Linked DNA regions of Zea mays: region 1 is linked to region 2. The links are chromatin contacts, called in public Hi-C maps. All regions are on one chromosome and are shown on one strand. Each heading gives the region's core, a stretch centred on a gene start, on an enhancer-like site or on the middle of the called end of the contact. The rest is flanking DNA. Distances are from core to core; before and after follow the strand shown.

Region 1 (3,450 bases), core at 695-3,194, 500 kb after region 2:
GCCATCGCTAGGACGTGGTCCAGAGTGCCTGCACCGCGCTGTCCATCATCAAGCAAGAGACCTCATGGTCGTCGCCAACGTCGGCGACTCCTAGGTTGTTCTAGGCATCGCATCCGACGACGATGTCATCATTATCGTCCAACTCATCGTCGACCTGAAGCCCGACCTGCCACATAAGTCGCTACTGACCGGCCATGAATTCTTGTGTGCTGGGACGACAGTCGTTGCTGACGTTGTGTGAGTGTCCTAAAACACGATGTATGTACGGGAGGAGCGCAACCGGCGGTGCAACGGCCAGGTGTGCTACCTCGCTGATGAGCCTGAGGTGCAGTTCGTCTAGCAGCCTAGCCAAGATTCGTCGAGGCTCTCCATGTCGCGCGCATTTGACGACTACTGTATCAAGGATAGTGGCTCATCTCGGCACCGGAGGTGACGCAGATGAGTATCGACAGCAATGACCAGTTCGTCATCCTCGCCACCGTCGAGGGTAGCTTTTGTGCCTGTCCGTCTTTAATTCTCTTCGCAAACACACACTTGTCTTTTTGTTTAAGCAAAAACGTACGTTGGTGCGTGCCTGATGACTGACGATGTATGAGGAAACTTCTTCCGTCAGGTGTGGGACGTGCTCTCCAACGACAAGGCCATGCAAATCATAGCATACATAGAAATCTACATGGCACTGATGGTCACAATGTAGTGGTGAAACAACTAGATTAAAATAACAAAATTTATGTATGGTTAGGATCATAAATAAATTATGAAATCTTTTCTAATAACAGTATAACACACATTTTATATATAAGTTATCGTGATATTATATGTTCCCGTTGCAACGCACGCACTATTTATTACGTTATAAGCATAGAGCAATTCTCTGCTTAGCCATGCACGGGAAATTAGATACGGCTGCAAATGCGCTCGTCAGCTGGAGGAGCCCTGCAGCCTGGACACAAACGTGGACGCGGCCACCGCGGCGGCGCCTCCGACCACGCAGACGAGCGCGGCGACGGCCTGCAGCGCCACCTGCCACGCCTGCTCTTCGGGGACGAGGTACACGACGGCGGGGCCCGCGGCCAGCAGCGGGAGCGCGAGCGCAAGCAGCGCGCCGGGCGTGCCGGGGTCCGTGGCCGCCGACAGCGCGCCCAGCTCCTCCAGCTTGGACAGTAGGCCCAGCCGCTCCATCGCCGACAGCGACAGCCCCGCGCGCTCCGCCGCCGACAGCAGGCCCGCGCGCTCCGCCTTGGTCAGCAGCCGCAGCTTCTCCACGTTCGTCAGCAGCTTAACCGGCGCTTTGCCGCTCGTCGTCGCCGGCCGCGGGCCCGGCTCGCCCACCGGGAACACCGTCGTCGTGCCCTGCACGCGCGCTCCCACCGTTGTCACCCGCCGATCTTGAGACTCAACAAATGAGAGGCGTACGTAGGAAATGGCTTACCGATCTTCTCGTGCCGGAGACGGTCTTGGGCGTCGGCTTCTGGCCCTTCTGGGTGGCCATGGACGCGACCCTGAGACGGCGCCCTCTCCCACCGCTGCTGCTTGGCATCGCTATGGTGGCCGCCACGGCGGCGACAGACAGTGACGCCATGACCAGCGCTCTCTCGCTCGCTCGCTCTGCCTCTCTCTCTCCCCCTCTGCTGCCGCGGCGCGCTGCCAACCCAATCAGTGGCCTAGCGCAAGCCGGCCGCGGCAATCTTTCTTGGTCGAGGTGCGCTGCCTGATCCATCCTGCACACGTGGCCGTTCTCTACTGGCTAAAGGTTTTCGATCCCAGCGGAGCGGAGTCGATTCATAGGAGGATTTCGTTTTTTTTACCCTTGGGCCTAAATTGGACCATATCTTATTTTATCTGGGAGGAAAGGCCCATTACGTTTTTTTAATCTGGGAGGAAAAGCTCAAACGGCCCATTAAGACGACCTTCAAGGCTCCAACCGGCAACAGCCCTCAGGTTATTACCGCCGCAACGCAGCGCAAGAAACAACGAACTCATTTCTAGAGGCGAAAGAGCAAAACCCTTCAGAAACCCATCGGAGAAGAGGCGGAGGGCGATCGGAGAGCGGGATCATGGCGGGGCCAGTTGCGGCGGTGACGGAGGCGTGGGACAAGCTCACCGTGTTCCTGTACTCCCAGCTCTACGACGAGAGGAACTGGGCCAAAAACAAGGTCAGCAACCCTCATCTCACACATTTTTTTCGTTCGCACTTCGCTTTGATTCTTGACTTGGTACTGGTACCAACGATTCACGGTTCGGGATTGCTAACTTGGGACAATGGTAGATTGTAAAAGTTTTTCGGTTTAATAACCTGCAACGTTGGCGACTGATCTCACTGCCTTGTTGGTAAAATAGTACTAGGATTGAGTTTGAGCATGACGATTGTTACGTTATCGTGAGTTGTCTTAGACTTCCTGTTCTGTTTCTCCTGCATGTCTTCTGTGATTAGTTGCGCGCATACTGATTGCTGAGTATAGTTGTCTCACTAATTTGCTTGCACAGATAGCCATCTACGATTGTGCTTTGCAAATTTCTTGTGTATATGTGACTGTCCTGGAGCATAATTACGTTATATGGAGGAAATTGATGCGATTAAGTTGCTGCAGTTCGTGTTCGCTTAATGTCTGACTGTGTTTGTTGTTGGTGTCATGGTTGAAACTAACGCAAGTTATGTTCGCTGGACCCCTTTTGTTTGGAGTCCCTTACTTTCATCATTGAGGCTCTTACTGTTGGGTTGCGTAGTGTGAGCTCTAGCTTATTAACTTGTACGTACCTTCCTCGATCTGCTATTTTTGCATCAGCTTGGGTTCAGTTTTCTCTCTCATAGTCATATGCCAATGAATTGACTTACATCAGGCTCAAGTGTCAGTTTAAACTATCCCTTGGTGTGGGAGCGACTCTTTAATATAGGTTCTAATTATCTTATCAATAGTTGATGAAAACCCTGGTTATCTTTGCTTCTGGCACATAACCCATTTTTCAATGAAATAGATCTTGATTGTAGTGCAAATTACAGAATACATACGTTCTTTTCATCAAGCTGCAGAAGACGTAAAATAAATAAAAAAGTTGCAGAAAACCTTGGTTATCTTTATTTTTTTGACCATAACCCATTTCTTCATATAAAAAAAAGACATAGATCTTGGCTGTACTGTAAATTACAGAAAATATAGGCCGTATTCTTCATTTCATCTATCCTTGTTGTTGCAGAAAACCTTGGTTATCTCTGTTCCTGGCACATAACCAATAAACCTGGATTTTGTTTCCGTACTGTTTCACAAAGTCTGTCCGACCAATGTGAAGGCATGAGGAGAAAAATGATGTTACGGGTAGGGGCTGTTTAGTCAACTTCGGTGGGTTTTTTTTTTTTTTTTGAAGATGTGTGAAACATTACAACCATGCAGCCACTGTTTTGCATTCAACAAGCCAAGATATATACCAAGAGAAATATCTAGACTGCACATA
Region 2 (3,682 bases), core at 839-3,338:
AGGGGCCAGTGCGCACAATGACTGTATAAAAGATGATGTTTTTGCAGCAAGGACCTGAAGAACAAGACATTAGTCCTTTTTTTGGTGAAACAATTGGTTGTATACAATTATGGAAACATTTTTTTAGACATCAAACATAAGTAGTGTTTAAGGCCATGTTTGGTAGGACTTCAAGTCTGTCAAATCCCAAGGGCCAAATGAGCACCCCGACTCATGGACCAGATCTTTTATACACATAATATATAGGATATATATGGGAAAGGGCCAAATTGGATAAAGGACGGAGTCTAGACTTGGCCCTTCGTCGTTGTGAGGATCATGAGAAAATGCCGCTCTGCAGATTGAGGAAAGAGCGTTCCTCAAGAGCATGTGAATGCATTGTTGTCATTGGCTCAGCAGGTTGCATAGGGCAGTGATGGTGGTCACCCAATTGTCACCGAGAGAGGGGGACACACACACACACACACACACACACACACACACACACACACAGAGAGAGAGAGAGAGAGAGAGAGAGCACGGGGAGAAGAGAATGCAGGGAGGATGCAGAGGGGGCTGTCAAATTTTAGGATTTGACACAGTACTGAAGAGCTATTGCCATCCTTCCAAACAAAAACTTCACAGAATTTTATGCTGGTCCCCTAAGAACATCTCCAAAAAAACACCTACAAAATAGAGTCCTGAGACTGGTGTTTGGACCTTCCTATAAACTATTGGGAAGAAAAAGAAAAAAAAACTCCCCATCAATTCCCTTTTATTCGTTCACATAAAAGTAAACCCTCATGTCTTTGTGACAGTAATTAGTTGATCAGTTCGTTTAGGTGCCTCCAGGACCTGAACTTCATTTCTTCCTACTGCTAATCCTCATGTCTGCCACTTCCTACTTCCTTGCTGCCGGAAGACAGCATCCATGTTATCTCTGCCAAGACAAGGGTATCTGCTCTCTTCTTCACCGGCCATTGCATACATTTCCCCTCCTGCAGTGGCCAGTTTGATGATCTGTAAGATGTATTCACTATTCAGACTACTAGTGTGTGTGTGTGTGTTTCCTCTGTATCGCCCTAACTATTTGATGATGGAGACAATGTGGCCACACACACATATGGAGTCTGCGGTCCACCAAATGTTTGGAGGTAAGGAACAAAAGACCTTCTCTATTGTTACCTGCCCATCTGAACATAAAACAAGCTTAACCCTGGTTAACTCAATGACTACAATTTGTCTGGGCTTCACAGTCAAGAACTTGTGGTAGGCCACAGTATGATATTACCACATCAACCAAACAAGAGATACAGGAGAATAAGAAACAAAAAGGCCAAACACAGGCATAGTGTTCAGAGGCAAGGAACATAAAGCTGTTGAATTGGCATTACACATCTGAATTTTGACCAAGTAAACCTGAAAGTTTTAAACCAGAAAACAGAAGAATGTTATCACTTGTCACAGATCGAATGATGAACATCAGTATGACACTACAATGAACCCATATGCTCGCCTGGCATTCATACTACTAGCAAGATTAGTCTTTGCAGTGACGAAAACTTACAATCATAATCAGGTATTGCATTGCATGAGCTAGCGTATATATAAATGAAAACGATGAGCACTGAAGCGTTGTTCTGTTTTGTTTGTAAGTAGATAAGTAAAAGAGACAGTGAGGTCTGGACCCTATTGGCCCGTCCATATGCACATGGAAGCTTAGGTTAGGTGTTCCATGGATCTGGATGTTAAGACTGCAAGCAGCCTATTTGATTGAAATAGATAAATGAAACCCTAGTGTGCGGAGGCATATGGACAATCCATCGAAATATATGTAATCGAATAGTTAAACGAAAGAAAAGGAAGTGCAACAGTAGTAATGCATGCATACATACATATATACGAAAACGGAATCGAGGATTTTAAGTAAGGTCATGGAATCCAGTGTGATGGAATCGACAATAATAGGAGGGGATTAGGACTTACGAGGTGAGCGCTTACGTTTGGTGGAGCCGAACCTGGCTGTCGATGCTTATTGTCTTGTGGCGTGAAGGTAGCGCCGACGAGACTCGATCACCGGCGCGGCGGCGGCGGTCTGGTCTGAGTGTGCGACTCTTGCTCCCTCAGTACCTCTTTTCTCTTTCATCGAGAGGAGGGATTATTTTTTTTTCATTAGGCTGTCTACCGTGAAGTTGAAATGTGAAGGATAGAATGGCTAAGACAGCTTACAGCATTTCCAAGATACTCTTTATTTTTGGCTTTCTATTTGATTCTCTATTTACTTTTTTATAAATATTATATTATATATGTAACATCTCACTCCAACAGATTATCTATCTATTTTTACTAGTCATGTGGCTAACCAAATTTGGCTAGTAAGAAAGCCAATTTAGAGAGTCAGATAGCTAGTATGTTAGAGACTTATTTTGCTGTTGAGTAGCCAAATTTTGGTTTGGCGAGCCATTTAACTCAGTGGCGGATCCAGGATTGATCCAAGAGGGGGCTGGCTACTAAGTTAAAACTATAACAAAAAATTTAAACCAAACAAAAAAATATAATTGATGTTTAATATGACATAAGAAGCAAGATATAATTTAAACATTTAAGAAATATGTAGTCTAAAAATAAGTCGATACAAAATTTATAAATACAATAATCTTGCACATACCGTTCATGAGTTGATGCTGCGAGGTAAATTTATCTTCCGAGTTCTTAAGCCTTGAAAATGCTTCAAAATCTTATTCCTATAATTAAACATGAGATTAGTATCAAATAAATAATCAAATTCAAATCAAGCTTTAAATCACAATTCACAAACCCCTGCTCTGGCCTCTGTTTCGCTGCGGCAGTGCTCTACTGCTCTGGCCTCTGCTGGACTGCTGCTCTACTGTGACGGCCGACGGGCGACTGGCGTCCGGCGGTCCGGCTCGCGGGCGGCGGCTCCGGGCTCCAGGCTCCAGCCGCTCTAGGCGAGCAGCCGAGCAGGAGCAGGTGAGGTGCGGCCGTGCGGCCTGCTCCTGGGCGGGCGGATGCTGGCGCCGTGGCGCGGTGCCGTGGGCCTGCAGACTGCTCCTGGGCGCTGGGCGGGCGGACAGACGGTGGCGCGGTGCCGTGGCCCGTGGTGGTCGCCGCCTCGCCGGTGTCGCGGTGCGTCCGTGCGCGGGCGCCCTGGCGGCTGCTTCTCCTTAGGTTAGGGGCTGGCGGTGCCGCTGTGCTGGGGCTGGTCCGTATGAGCCTATTCCTCTCCCTACTCTCTACTCCTCGCGTTGTTGGGCCGCGACCGGGGCTGCAGCCCAGACAGCCCTGGTCGCAAATCCGCCTCTGATTTAACTAGTCTCTTAAAGATGCTCTTAGGTCCAACTTAGCGTGCATGTTGTCGTATAAAACATTTCTTTATATTGTAGACTGCAATGTTTAGACTATTCCAATCCAAATATTATACTCCAACATCTAAACATATCACATAAAATGAAAAGTATGGTACTGCTATAGCATACACACTTCATAATGTATAATATCATAATTATATAATTTAACTATTTAATCGATGTGAAGTCCACGTAAAAGAGGTAGAGTGCATTAGGCGTGGCGAGACAGCTATAAAAACTTAATCACTCAAATGGAGATGAAACCCAATAGAAAACCGTTGGGGTGTAACCCTCTTAGCTACGCACCATATCGGAACACGGGTATATATGGTGTT

What was found. A called contact is a pair of places that touch in the nucleus more often than the background predicts.
Region 1: a contact with region 2 is called in a Hi-C map of endosperm, with 4 times the contacts expected there. The contact joins the promoter of LOC100277202 here to the promoter of LOC100281484 in region 2. A contact is called at or near these places in 6 of 25 Hi-C or Micro-C datasets (ear, endosperm, leaf and 2 more).

Annotation. Positions count from the first base shown.
Region 1 is chr1:160,693,768-160,697,217 of Zm-B73-REFERENCE-NAM-5.0, forward strand. It overlaps LOC100277202, which reads left to right and starts at 1,945. Exons shown (of 2, transcript NM_001328639.1): 1 at 1,945-2,156. The coding sequence starts at 2,058. LOC100273400 reads right to left here and starts at 1,644. Exons shown (of 2, transcript NM_001147837.1): 1 at 1,433-1,644; 2 at 696-1,353. The coding sequence starts at 1,582. The coding sequence ends at 922.
Region 2 is chr1:160,195,391-160,199,072 of Zm-B73-REFERENCE-NAM-5.0, forward strand. LOC100281484 reads right to left here and starts at 2,089. Exons shown (of 16, transcript NM_001154402.2): 1 at 1,981-2,089; 2 at 1-54.